Linked DNA regions of Gossypium hirsutum: region 1 is linked to region 2. A link is a contact called in public Hi-C data. All regions are on one chromosome and are shown on one strand. Each heading gives the region's core, a stretch centred on a gene start, on an enhancer-like site or on the middle of the called end of the contact. The rest is flanking DNA. Distances are from core to core; before and after follow the strand shown. Region 1 holds the start of LOC121209898. Region 2 holds the start of LOC107897146 (serine/threonine-protein kinase SRK2I).

Region 1 (7,934 bases), core at 698-3,197, 290 kb after region 2:
TTCTCCAAATGAGTTGACTTCGACTCCATAATGAACGAAGGATGTCTGATTTCATCGGTCACTGTAGAACCTTTCAAAATATAAAGACTGTCGATTCTTTTACCTTTTAACAAAATGAGAGCTCCACAAGATATTTTAATTTCGCTCAACTCGATATTAATTTTGTATCCTTTTGAGTTTAAAATACTCAAGGAGATAAGATTCTTTTGTAAATCAGGTATATACCTAACATTCAAGAGTGTCCTAGTCGTCTCATCCTAATTTTAATAGTACCAATACCAATTACCTTACTAGATAAATCGTTTCCTATATGCACAACTCTACCTTCAACCAAACTGTATGTAGAGAACCATTCTCTATTAGGACACATGTGGAAAGAACATCTCGAATCTAAGATTTACTTGGACATAAGGTCGAAGCTTTCGCTCGTTGACACTAACAAAAAGTCATCACCACTTTCATCGGCCAAATTAGCACCAGCTACATCTTCCTCGTTACTCTCAGTAGTCTTTTTATTTCGTAGTTTATAATAATCTGCTATGACGTGACCTAACTTCTTAGAATAGTGACATCTTTTATCTCACTTCTTTGATGCTACCAAAACAGAAGCTTGCTTATCTGCGTTGCTATCCGAACCAAACTCATTGTCGAGTTTTTCTCTACTCAACAAATGACCCTTCACATCTTCGAACGAGAGTTTGTCTCTGCCATAAATCAGAGTCTCCCTGAAAAACTTGTATGAATGGGGTAAAGATCACAATAATAGCATAGCATGATCTTTATCGTCAATCTAAACCTTAACGTTCTTTAAATAATTTAAAATAGTAATGAATTGATTGATGTGATCTCTAAGAAACTCACCTCCGTTCATGAGAAACGTAAATAGATGTTATTTCAACACTAAACGGTTAGCTAGAGACTTAGCGGCATAAAGAGTTTCTAACCTTTTCCACAAGGCGGATGAGGTCTTCTCTATCAATACCTCCTACAATACAGTATTCACAAGGCACAACTGGATCGCAGACAAAGCCTTTTCATCAAGATATTCCCATTCTGCTTGATTTAGATTCTCAGGCTTTTTTCTCGATAACAACCGTTTTCAGGTCGGTTTGAACTAGAATTTCATCATCCTAACTTGCCATAGATTGAAATTTGTGATAGCATTGAACTTCTCAATTTCAAATTTTATTGTTGCCATCTCTGAACGAGCTGATATATAAAAATTGAACTAGCTCTGATACTGCTTGTTGGGGATCAACCCGATTAAGCAACAAATAAGTAAAACTAGTGGAAGAAATTGAGAAATTGAACTCATAAATTAAATGTGAAAAACTCCTTCCAAAGAGAATAAAAAACCACGGGCAAATATAATTTTACTATAATGGCAAAATAATAAAGAGTACAAAAGATTGAGATAAAAACTAAACTTTGAAAACCCGAAAACAAAGAACCTTCAAAACGTAAACACAAATTCTCTAAAAGTGTTATGAGTTCTAATATCTAATGGGTGTATGTTCAAGGTTATTAAAGAGTCTATTTATAGGCTAAATTCATAGGTCAAATAATAATAAAATAATTTAGACTAATCAGAGTTTAATTGAAACAAATAAACAAAGTTTAATTGAAAGATTATTTATCAACTAAAATAAGAGTCATACTTAACCATTAATATTTTTTAGTGAAATTTAATTATTAATATTTGAATAGCATTAAATCTGAATTTTTGGACAACACCTTGAAACTCATAATGAACTATCTTAAAGCTCATTTTAATACTCCTCAACATGCATAAAAAATTCAGCATGTACTTTACTCCAAACATGTTATTTTATATGTTGAGAAAGAGGTTAATTGTTAGTTAGTTAGTTTAGTCTGTTAGATTAGTTAGCATGAGCTCTATAAGTTTGAATAGATGTACATTTGTTGGATATCTCTTAATAAAGTAACTCGATGCTTCGTATTATTTTTGAGCATTTTTCAACATGGTATCAGAGCTTGGTAATCGTCGTTATTCTGGCAATCTCTGATCATCGTTTTGTCAGCTATTCACAGTTGCTCAAAGAACTGCTTCTAGACGCCTCAGTTCCGGTTTGCAAGATTGATCTTGGTTTTTTTTTGGGGCTAGAAAATTGTTGTAGTTATTCTTGATTGGGTTTTATAGGCCCAAACAAAGTATTAGGGCAGAGTCTTGTTGCTTTCCTAGGGCTCATTTTTTTTGGCTTCCGGCATCATTCTTGTCGGTTTTCTTCTCTAACGTCAGAAATTCTGAAAAATGGTGACTCCTTCTGAGTCTGTCATTGATTTTAATCATCATTTTTACCTGCATCCTTCAGATACTCCCGGTACCTTGCTAGTATCGCATCAATTGCTCGGAGCTGAGAATTACAGTGCATGGAATCGCACCATGAAGATTGTACTACTAGCCAAAAATAAATTGGGGTTTGTCGATGGAACTTGCACTAAAGATTCAATACTAGATGAGTTGGGTTATCAGTGGGAACGATGTAATGCCATTGTTCTATCATGGATCTTGAATATCATTAGTAAAGAGCTTTTGGCCGGAATTATTTTTGCGTCTAGTGCATCGGTAATGTGGAGCAATCTTGGTGAAAGATTCAACAAGGTTGAAAGTTCTCGAATCTTTTTTTTTTGCATCGAGAAATTTCCTCACATTTGCAACGTACTACCTCTGTTTCTGTATATTTTACCAAGTTGCGTACGTTGTAGGATGAATATGATATCCTCATGTCTTCTCCTTCATGCGGATATGCTCAATCTAGACAAAACATTGAACGTATTCAACAGCAGTGATTATTTCAATTTCTAATGGGTTTGAATGAAACGTATAATGCAGTACGTAGTCAAATTCTATTAATGAGTGCATTACCGTCTTTCAATCATGCTTATTCAATGCTTATGTAAGAGGAGTCCCAACGGCACCATAACTCTAGCAGTGTTGGGCCTGATCCTATTTCCTTTCACTCGGCCAGCATGGTACAAAAGAAGCGTTTCACAGGAACTTGTGACCATTGCAAAATTAAAGGACACAAAAGAGAAAACTGCTGTCGGATAATTGGTTATCCTGCCAATTTTAAATTTACCAAGAAAAAGGCCAACAATGGTGGATCTGTGGTGAACAATGCATCTGTTAATGCTCCTACAAATGCAAATGGTGTACCTGTGAATATGGAAACACCTACTATTAGACAAGCACCTATGTTCACTGAAGCACAATATCATTAGGTTTTAAGTCTGTTAAACAAGGAGCCTACTGTTGAAACTGTCAAAAATTTGGCAGGTATGGTTGATGCTGGTCACAATTGGATTTTGGATACTAGAGCCACTGACCACATGCTTTTTGATTTCCAATTTTTAGAATCTCCTGTTGCATGTGAATCGAACTTACCTTGTGTTCAACTTCCAAATGGTTCTTCTGTTTCCTTTACTCATGTTGGCACCTGCACCATTTAACTTGACCTTCACCTCACCAAAGCTCTCTATATTCCAAATTTCCACTACAATCTTCTTTCGGTTTCTAAACTTACTAATGACCTGAACTGTGTTGTCTCATTTTACCCTCATTTTTGTCTTATGCAGGACCTCTCCAGTGGAAGAATAAGGGGGATTGGTAAAGCACGAGGTGGTCTTTACATCCTAGAGTCGTATCGACTGCATAGTGTGGTTCCATCTCCATCTGTTGCTTCGGCTGCTTCTGTCGAGCCGTCATTTCTTTGGCATGCCAGAGTTGACCATGTTTCGATTTCAAGGTTGAACAATGTGTCTAATCTTCCCTGTACGGTTGCAAATAGTGATAGTATCTCACAGTGTCCTGTGTGTCCTCTTGCTAAACAACCTCGACTTTCATTTTCAATAAGTACATCTCGTGTTGACACTATTTTTTCTCTTATTCATATCGATTTATGGGGGCCTTATCATGTTTCTACTCATAATGGCCATCGATATTTTTTAACTCTTGTTGATGATACTCACGAATGACTTGGTGTATTTGCTACGATTTAAAAGTGATTCCCTTGTATGTCTTAAACAGTTTTTTGCCTTGGTAAAAAATTAGTTTTCTACTACCATTAAAATTGTTCGAAATGATAATGGCTATGAGTTTTTTAAAGCCGAATGCACTGAGTTTTTCACTACATTTGGGGTTATACATCAAAGTTCATGTGTTCACACTCCTCAGCAAAATAGAGTCACTGAACGCAAACATAGACATTTACTTAATGTTGCTCGGTCACTTAAGTTTCATTCTCATATGCCTAATAAATTTTGGGGCGAATGTGTGTTAACTGCTTGTTTCCTGATAAATCGGCTTCCCACTCCTTTATTACATTGGAAGTCTTTTTGAAATTTTGTATTGTAAACCTCCAAACCTTTCTCATTTACGAGTTTTTAGTTGTCTCTGCTATGCTACTACCCCAAATTATCGTGGTAAATTTTCTCCTACGGCTATTCCGTCTGTGTTTATGGGATACTCACTTGTTCAGAAAGGTTACATATTGTTCAATCTTGAAACCAAAACCTTATTTGTTAATCGTGATGTTGTCTTTCATGAAAATATATTTCCTTTTGCCTTTTCTACCAATCATTTTTTGTCCTTTCCTACAGCACCTGATGATTCTACCTTTCTTCATCTAGAGCCTTTGCCTGCCATTTCTATTCCTTCCCCATCATCCGTTATGTTTGCTCCTTCTTCTACCCTTTCACCCATTGCACCCGATTCCGCTTATGATGCTTCTTTTCCCCCACTCCGTCGTCCCACACGAGCTATCAAGACGCTTGCTTGGATGAGAGATTACGTCTGCTCCAACCAACCTTCTACCTCTCTTGTAGTAGGTTCTTATCCCATTTCTTCTATTTATTCTGCCTTACATTTGCCTATTCATACACAACACTTTACAGCAACTATTTCTACATTAATTGAACCCCAAACCTATGTTGAAGCTATATTGGATCCCCAGTGGGTCGATGCCATGCAACAAGAGATTTGGGCTTTGGAAGCCAATAGTACGTAGGAGGTGGTTTCTTTACCTGTTAGTGTCGTTCCCATTGGCTGCAAATGGGTCTATAAGGTGAATTATAATTCGGATGGCACCGTTGAACATTTTAAGGCTCGTCTGGTCGGTAAAGGCTACAATCAACAAGCTGGAATTGACTTTCAAGAGACCTTTTCCCCTATTGTCAAACATGTCACTGTCCGGACTGTTGTTGCTCTTGCTACAATCCATGCTTGGCCTCTCTTCTAAATGGACGTCTATAATGCCTTTTTATAAGGGGGTTTGTGTGAAACAGTTTATATAGACATTCCGGATGGTTTTCACACACAAGGGGAGCGTAAGGTATGTCGTCTGCTCAAATCTTTATATGGTTTAAAGCAAGCTTCGAGACAATGGAACTTAAAACTCACTGAGGTGTTGTTACGAAGGGGTTATACACAAAGCAAATATGATTACTCTTTATTTTCAAAACGATAAGGGGGTAATATAGTTGTATTACTTGTGTATGTCGATGATCTACTTATTATTAGAAGCAATATTGACATGATAAATGAGCTGAAACAGGTCTTGCATCAGAATTTTAAGATGAAAAATTTAGGCACCTTAAAATATTTTCTTGGTATAGAAGTGTTGAGTTCAAGTGAAAGGATTGTCCTAAATCAACGCAAGTACGCGTTAGATTTAATAGCTGACATGGGATTGGGAGAAGCAAAACCAGTAAACACGCTTCTTGAACAGAATCAGAAGCTCACCTCAATAGAATATGATGAATCTGCCCAAATAAAGACTGATGGAGATGAAGTAATTAGTAATGTTACAGTATATCAGCGGCTCCTGGGCAGATTACTATATCTAACCGATACACGACCTGACATTATGTTTGCGGTTCAACATTTAAGCCAGTTCATGCATAAACCAAAGAAATCCCACTTGGAGGCTGCTTTTCGGGTGGTTCGTTACATAAAAAAGAATCCTGGACGAGGCATTTTGTTATCTGCTAATAGTAAACTGCAGCTTGTTGTTTTTTATGATTCAGATTAGGCTTCTTGTCCCATTTCTAGACAGTCTGTCACTGGATTTTGTGTTAAAATCAGAGATTCACTTGTTTCATGGAAATCAAAGAAACAGACAATGGTTTTTCGATCATCAGCAGAGGCTGAATATAGAAGCATGGTAGCAGCAGTAGCAGAGACTGTATGGATGAGTGATCTACTAAAAGAGATTTGTCCTACTCAGCTTGACAAGTCTATTCTTCTTTCAGATAGTCGGGCAGCATTGCAAATTGAGCAAATCCTGTCTTTCATGAACGCACCAAGCATATAGAGATTGATTGTCATTTTGTACGGGATCAGATTGGAGAAGGCTTGATACAAATGCAGCATGTTGGAACAACTGAACAGCTAGCTGATTTGATGACTAAAGCCCTTGGAATCAAGCAACATGAATATTTAGTATCTAAGTTGGGGGTTAAGGATTTATATCACCCCTCAACTTGAGGGGGAGTGTTGAGAAAGAGGTTAATTGTTAGTTAGTTAGTTAGTTAGTTAGTTAGTTAGTTTAGTCTGTTAGATTAGTTAGCATGAGCTCTATAAGTTTGAACAGATGTACATTTGTTGGATATCTCTTAATGAAGTAACTTGATGCTTCGTATCATTTTTGAGCATTTTTCAACATTATACACAACCCAACAGCTAGTTGTATAACATCAACTTCATTTATCAACTAATTTACCTAAGGTATAGCTCCAACACTTCCAACCCACATCAACAAACTTTAAACATTTAAAACAAATAAAAATTTGAAAATTTGAATTCAAGAACTCACCTAACGGAAAATCTCCAAGGCAACTTCCATCTCCCACTCGCGCTCTCTTCACCCAGCATTCGGCCTCCCCTCTCTTCTTCTATCAAATAAGAATGAAAGATGAAAAGGTAGCTCCTTTTTTCCACCCAAAATTAAAGAAGAACAGAAAAGAAAAAAAAAAGAATTTCTACTCCCATTGATCGGTCACCCAATTGAATTTCATGCACACAGCCACTCTTCTATTTTTAAGCTATCATTATTACGTCCTTTACCATCTAACTATCTAATTCATTTGTAAGTGACAAGGCCTCTAATTTATTAGATGGCCAGGCAATACTATAAAAAAATAAGTCACATGTAGACATATATAATAACTCTGTATTTTGATTAACACTTTCAGTAAAATTATTTGTCAAAAATTCAATTCACCTATATAATAACTCTATAAATATTTACAGATTTATTTGTCTAGAAATAAAATTTTGAAACCATCATTTTTCGACAACACTAAAAATCGGACTGTTACTCATCCTCTATTGCTTCTACACTACCTTAGAATTGTAATAGTTCCTCTTCTCCATCAATGACATTGAGATTTCCTAACTCATCTTCTATTGTCACCCACTTGTAAAAAAAAATCAACTCGTAAAATTATGAACAAAAACCAAAAAGCCCAATGAGAAAAAAAGACTGTGCTACAAGAGCAGCCTTCAAATTATCTTAATTTTTAAATATAATAAATTCAAATAATTTTTTTTTACAGTTTAATATGTCAAAGGTTCATGATAAATTAAAATATCAGATGAATTGCGATATGGCATAAAAAAATTTAAGAAAAAAAAGTGAACGTTACTTAAAATTAAAACATGTAAGTATAATAAAAAAAATATAGGTACATATCGAAATATTTACCCATAGGCAACCGCACAAGCGTAATTGTTAAACCCTTGATGTGACTCCAAAAATTAGGATTCAAGTTTGTTGTCATCTATCCCTCAATTTGTAATATGCACAAAAAAATATAAAATAAATTCCAATGATACAATCACATTGTTGACAAAGGATGAAACTCTAAATTCGTCTCTACTTATGTTTAAGTTATTTGGTCGTGCATTATATTAT
Region 2 (6,785 bases), core at 3,202-5,701:
AGAATTAGATTAGAGAAGGTTTCGGTTCCATCCTTCAGTACGAGCTCGTTTCAGCTAAAGAATCTGCGAAAAATATCCTTGGTCATGTGTAATATCAGTCAGGCTTTTGAAAAGGGCACAAACAAAATGTCAGATAATTTTCCAAATCTTTTGGAAATCGACATAGACTATTGTGATGATCTGATGGAACTGGGTGAAGGGTTGTGTGATATTGTTCAACTGATGAAGCTTAGTATCACCAATTGCCACAAGCTCCGTGCACTGCCTGAAGGCATTGGAAAGCTTGTAAACTTGGAAGTTTTGAGACTAACATCCTGTACTGACCTCATGGCGTTGCCTGAGACCATTGGGAGCTTGTCCCAGCTCACTATTCTTGACATTTCTGACTGTCTAAGCATCAAAAACTTGCCTACCCGGATCGGTGAACTGCACAATCTAACGAAGCTCTCTATGAGAGGGTGCTCTAGTTGTAACTTACCTTCAACAATCACGAAGCTTCAACATTTGAAGGACGTTATATGTGATGAGGAGACTGCCTACCAGTGGGAGTTCCTCAAATCTTATCTCACTAATTTAAAGGTAACAGTTCATGAACAAGATATCAATTTAAATTGGCTTCAGATATTTGTATAATCTCCTCTTTTCATGTATCTCGCAGTATCCTTGGGGTTTTCTTTTTTTTGTAATAATTGTAGTTAGGGAGAAAAGAGATGTGGATTGAATCCACGCTTTCATGTCATATAACACAAATATCTCATCACTGAGCAAAGTAAAGCTATAACATATACCCCTAGTACAAATCAAGAGAACTTCTAACTTGTGAGCAATGATCGAATTTGAAAAAACATTCTAAATGAATTTAAATATGGGCATAGTTAGTAGTTTCTTATAAAACTCTGAAGATGTGATGGTTACATAACAGTACCAATAAATATTAAGTTTTGATCTCTGAATGGATCTGCAGCATGCCAAATCAATACACAAAGTAAACATATGTATATATTCACTACAAGAAACAGAACCAAGTATATCGTACACGACTAATGCCAAAACTAAAACAACAAATCAACAGCAGCTTAATGGAAACGGGATGTGGAAGTTGGGGTAATGATCATCCAATATACAATCTATTTTTCCTGGTGATCCTCCCTTGAGTGGTATTAATACCAATTCTTTAATAGATTTGTATAAAGCTTCATGCTATGAACAGAATGGACTCGATGGACCATGGGACCACCATTGTACAACTTCACTACCACTTCCTCTCTGATACTTTACCAGCATCTTACCACCCTCTGCAGCTGTGACATGCCTGAATCAACTGCAACATTGGAGAGAAGTTTTCTTCTTCATATTACATTGCATAGATGATCTCACCGCTGCTATAAACATCAAGCTCAGATTCAGAATCAAAGTCATCCATGTCCTCATCATCAAGGTTGTCTACCATTAAATGGTTTAAGCCATGGGCTCCAGCAGCTGGAATAGTGGCCTCAGCAATTATCTGCATGATCGTATCAATACTCTGCATAGGTTGATCGGGCTCTTCAAAGTGATTACCCATTGTGTTCTCATCCATCAAGTCAGCAGGGAGATTTCTCAAGAACCACGCATGATTTTTAATTTCTGGAATCGTAATTCTCTGTTACAAAATATAAACCAATATCAGAAGGCTTAATCGCATTTTGAGTAATGGTGGTTGGCAAAGGAAGGCACCTCCCTCTTTAATCATAAGTCCCTCTCTTTCTTTTCTTGGGTGTTCATGTCCCAAAATAAAAAAGTTCAGCTTTGAAAAATCAAGGAACAATTTGGAACTGAATATAGGTAGAAATTACTCACAGCTGTAGGATCTGCAACAAAAATCCTCGAAATCAGATGCCGACACTCAGGAGATATTTGGACAAAATCAGGAATTGAATACTGTACGTTGATAATTCTCTGCATGGACCCAATAAAAGAGATCAGCCGATTGATGTATTTGGGGTAAAAATGAGATTAATGCAATAACAAGATACAGTGGTATACTTGTATTGTCCTCCGAATGTCTTTCGGCTCGTCAGGATCCTCAAAAGGATATGCCCCAACCAGCATTACGAACAACGTAACCCCGCATGACCATACATCAGCAGTCTGATATCACCAGACAATAACATAAAACAATATTCACAAAATCTACTCACTTGGACAAAGATGCATAAGAGAGTATCAGGTGATACAAGCTCTCTCTGACATTCTTTTGTTTGCCTCAATAAATTATCTATTGTTCAAGAAATATGCTGCAACTATAAGGCCTGTTCCTAGTCATCAAGGAATAAACTACTATACAGGCTTCGCTCTCTAGTTGCAGCTGACCGTATTAAAAAAACAAGAAACCAAGTTCACCAATACTAATGTTGTCCCTAACAATATCCAATAGTCAAAAAGGTACAAGTAATATAAACCTAATCCTCACATTAAATAATTAAAAGTTAACCAGATCCATCCAACATATCATTTAAAAGCCGGCATCTTTTGCAAATGCTATCGCAAAAGCTATGGAAAGTTAAACTGAAGTTTTAAATCAACAAAGAGATGGAAACCATCAATTTGATGTCACTTGACCGAAACACACAAATATTGACCTCATAAGTCTTAAACCAGGAATTGCATCATGTGAACAGGAAACTGACATTTTAAACAAAATTTGAACTCTCCTGTAAATATACCTTGCCATCGTATTGGGACTCTGGCTTTAGGAGTACCTCAGGAGCAATGTATGCAGGAGTTCCAACAGTAGATTTCGGTTGCGAATGAAGAACTGAAGACTGAGACAATCAAACAATAAACATGATAATGAACTTGGATACAATTCAGATTATTGGATACCATAAAGCCGTAAGTTATTTCACCCAAATATACCAAAACAAACAAGAACTATTCCAAGACCAGCAAATGAGCACAAGATTTCTTAAGCAAAAAGTAATGATAATTCAATTTATAGTAAGGACAACCATTCCACAGAATATAACTTCTATACCATTAACTCCTTGAATGATGGGAGATATCAACAAGGGTTCCAGCAATTTATATACCTTAGAGTACCCAAAATCGCATATCTTAAGTCGAGGAGCAGGACTCCCATCCAACAAAGTGTTTTCCAACTTCAGATCACGATGGCATACTTGCTTCATCAAGACAAAGAAATCATATAGCAAGAATAATTCACAAATACAAGTTGAGAAATTAATAAAAGGGAAAATTATAACAACCATTGCATGGCAATAACTAACACCAGATATAAGTTGTTGGAAGAAGAAACGAGCCTGCACCCAAAAAAAAAAAATTAATATAGTAATAGAACAAAAACATCAAATAAACAAAAGGGTTCTTAGAGTAACTGAAAAAGAAAGGAACCTCATCCTCGTTGAATCGACCAGCAGCACAAATTCGCTCGAAAAGCTCTCCCCCGGATGCATATTCCATTACAATGGCAAGATGAGTGGGTGTTAAGATAACCTGAGGTAACAAATATACATTACCTTAATTTTTACAAAAAAATGAGAAATTGTAAAAAATGCAGGTATTTAACCATTAACCTTACCTCTTTAAATCTAACAATATTGGGATGCCTCAATGACCTATGATTAATAATCTCTCTTCGAACATGTTCATCTATCTGTACAAAGGCGAGGAAGCACAAATTTTAATCAGAACCTTAGAAATTATTAATCCGAATATGGGAAGGGAATTTAATAAGTTGAGATTTGAGAGAGCAGAAAACCGGTGGGGTTTCTTTTTGGAAGAATAATATATTAACAAAAAAATATCACATAGGACATTTCCAAAAATAACAAATTTAATATCAGAAAAAAAATTGAAAATACATAAACAGAAGACTTTTACCAGTTTATCTTCAATAAGTACAAATTTATTTCTATAAATAGACGAAAACAAGTACAACTAAAAAAAGGGGCCATGGTTGTGTGTATGAATTTACACAAACTAACCTTATCGCCCCTCTCGATATACTTGACAGCAACAAGCTCCTTGGTAACCTTATCTCTCATAAGCCGGGCTACTCCAAAATTACCCGACCCAATATCTCTAACGAAATCGTAACGGTCACTGTCGTGCATGATCGGCATATCCATAGCCGGTCCGACTGTTGCCCGATCCATTTTTCTCGCTACAACATCAACGAACAGAGCCTCAAGAAGGGACGCAGTTATTATTATATAGGTGAGTCACTGAGTTGAAGGAGTTGGAGAACAGAACAAAGCGTTTTAAGTTGATCGGGGATTAATAGAGTGGTTCTGCAACAGTGAAGGAAGGAGGGGACGACTTTTCTGTGAAGGAAAGCGATAACGCCAAGAAAGATGGAGAAGAGAAATGTGGCATGGTTTGGAGGTGGTTGCTTAGTGGGGGTAACCAGTTGGATTGATGGCTGCTTTTGCCTTATTATTTGTGGATTAAAGTTTGACCTTTTTCCTTTTATTAATTTATTAATTTATCTTTTTAATCGCAACTTGGATGAAGCCTTAATGACTTAAATATCCCTAATGCTCATATCTTTGACGGCTAATTTCATAAAAAATCCCCTAACTATGTATTGGTCCTTGAACTTCAAATTATTGTAATTGAGTTCTCAAAGTATTAAAGTATTGTATCAATTAGGTCCTATCAGCTTAGCCGTTAATTCATCGTTAAATATTAGTTTAGATTTGACATGGGGTATGTTAAAAATGTTGGAATATTTTCAAATATTTATAGTATTTCAATAACTATAACTATAAATGAATGGGTATAATTAATCAAAAGATAAATCTTTTGGTCATTGGTCAAAAGTTAAATCATTTGATTTTTTAAAAAGAATTATAACTATTCAAATAATATTATTTGAATAGTTATAAAATTAAATGAATAATTATTATTATTTATTTATTAATAAAGGAACCTATTGAAAGATATCTTTATGAAGAGACATGAAAATTCCTATAAATAGGAATGAGATTTCATTTGGAAATCACACCAACAAGTTCTAAAAGTTCTTTCTATCCTTCTCATTTTCTAATATTATTAGATTGTTCTATAAAGAGTTATTGCAGAAATTCTTTATAGAAATTGAGTTTCTTGCTATACATTGCTTAGTGCTTAGTGGTCTATTCTTGTCAGTGCAAAATGCAAATAGTCATTAGCTTCATTGTATCCTCGAGGTTAATTTGCTTGGAACTCATTTGCACACCAAAGATAGGTGGGGGCAAATATAACCTTAAAAATAGTGGCTTGATACACGCCTTGGAGCCTTGTCCTATTTCCTTTTTTTGTTCGAATTTTGTTCATATGTTCGAGATTTTCCTCTCTAGAGACTAACAATTTTAAGGTTATATTTCATGATGACTACCACAACACATGAAAGTGGAGCACTAAGGGAGTTGACTTCCAACTTTGTCAAACTTGATCGGTTTGATGGTGGCAATTTTCGACAATGGTAGAAAAAGATGCACTTCTTATTATCAACTTTGAGATTGCTTATGTTTTGGATACTCTAAGACTCGAAGAGAATGAAAACGGATTTGTTGCTACAACCTGAGAAAGGAAAAAATGGGACAATGCTAATTACATGTCCATGGGGCACATATTAAATGGTTTATCTGATGGTTTGTTCGACACATACCAAAATGAGGTCACCGCTAAAGAATTATGGGAAAATTGGAGACAAGATGCATGGCCAAAGATGTTACAAGTAATAAATTTGTTGTCAGTCGTTTCAATAATTATCAAATGGTCGATGGTCGTTCTGTTATGGAACAATTCTGTGATATTGAAAAGATGTTGAATTAATTTAAGCAATATGATATGAAAATGGATGAAATGATTGTTGTATCCTCTATAATAGACAAACTTCTTCCATCTTGGAAAGACTTTAAAAAAAGTCTAAAACATAAGAGAGGGAATATCTCTTGAGGCTTTGGCAAATCATCTTCGTATAGAAGAAGAATACCGAAAGCAAGATCAAAATCTAAATTCTGAAAATGCGAAAGTGCCTGTTACGGAGGAAGTATAGACTACTAAACCATTCAAGAGAAAATTCAAACAGACCAATAGAGCACCTAAGTTCAAAAAGAAACAAAAGGGCTCATGCTATCATTGTGGTAGCCGGGACATTTCAAGGATGAATGTCGATTTTTAAAAAAGAAATCATCTTCTAAGGCTGATGATAATGAAAAGTTCGTTGTAATGATATCTGATATTAATATGGCACAAGATGATAATACATGGTGGATTGATACCGGAGCAACCAAACATGTGTGCAAAGATAAAACCATGTTCACAACGTTCACACAATGTGAAAATGTCAATATCTTGTACATGAGAAATTCTTCCACCACCGCAGCAATCAAAAGCAATGGGTCTCTTGAACTACAATTCACTTCTGGAAAGGTTTTAACCTTAAATGATGTATATTATGTACCAGAAGTTAAGAAGAATTTATGTGTCTAGAAGTCTATTGAATAAATTTGGTTTCAAACTTGTTTTTGAGAAAGATAAGTTTATTTTGTCTAAGAAAGGAATTTTTGTAGGGAAAGGGTATATGTATGAGAGTATGTTCAAACTCAATATTATTAATAAGAATAAAAATGCTATTTCTGCTTATATGGTTGAATCTTTTTATTTATGGCATTATAGATTAGGTCATTTGAATCATGAAAAATTGAATGACATGTATAAGTTAGATTTAATTCCTGTTTTTAATAATAATATTAAAAAAATACAATACATGTATGTTGACTAAAATTATAAGAAAC

What was found. Hi-C and Micro-C count contacts between places; a contact is called where the count stands out from the background.
Region 1: a contact with region 2 is called in a Hi-C map of hypocotyl, with 3 times the contacts expected there. The contact joins the promoter of LOC121209898 here to the promoter of LOC107897146 in region 2. A contact is called at or near these places in 4 of 34 Hi-C or Micro-C datasets (hypocotyl and leaf).

The regions. Positions count from the first base shown.
Region 1 is chrA11:30,159,906-30,167,839 of Gossypium_hirsutum_v2.1, forward strand. LOC121209898 reads left to right here and starts at 1,948. Exons shown (of 2, transcript XM_041081795.1): 1 at 1,948-2,623; 2 at 3,598-6,598. The coding sequence starts at 2,273. The coding sequence ends at 3,996.
Region 2 is chrA11:29,871,664-29,878,448 of Gossypium_hirsutum_v2.1, forward strand. It overlaps LOC107897146 (serine/threonine-protein kinase SRK2I), which reads right to left and starts at 4,452. Exons shown (of 9, transcript XM_016822505.2): 1 at 3,987-4,452; 2 at 3,581-3,655; 3 at 3,394-3,495; 4 at 3,249-3,302; 5 at 3,072-3,164; 6 at 2,706-2,804; 7 at 2,026-2,130; 8 at 1,840-1,938; 9 at 978-1,642. The coding sequence starts at 4,157. The coding sequence ends at 1,355. LOC107897136 (probable disease resistance protein At5g66900) reads left to right here. Exons shown (of 5, transcript XM_016822486.2): 5 at 1-739. The coding sequence ends at 633.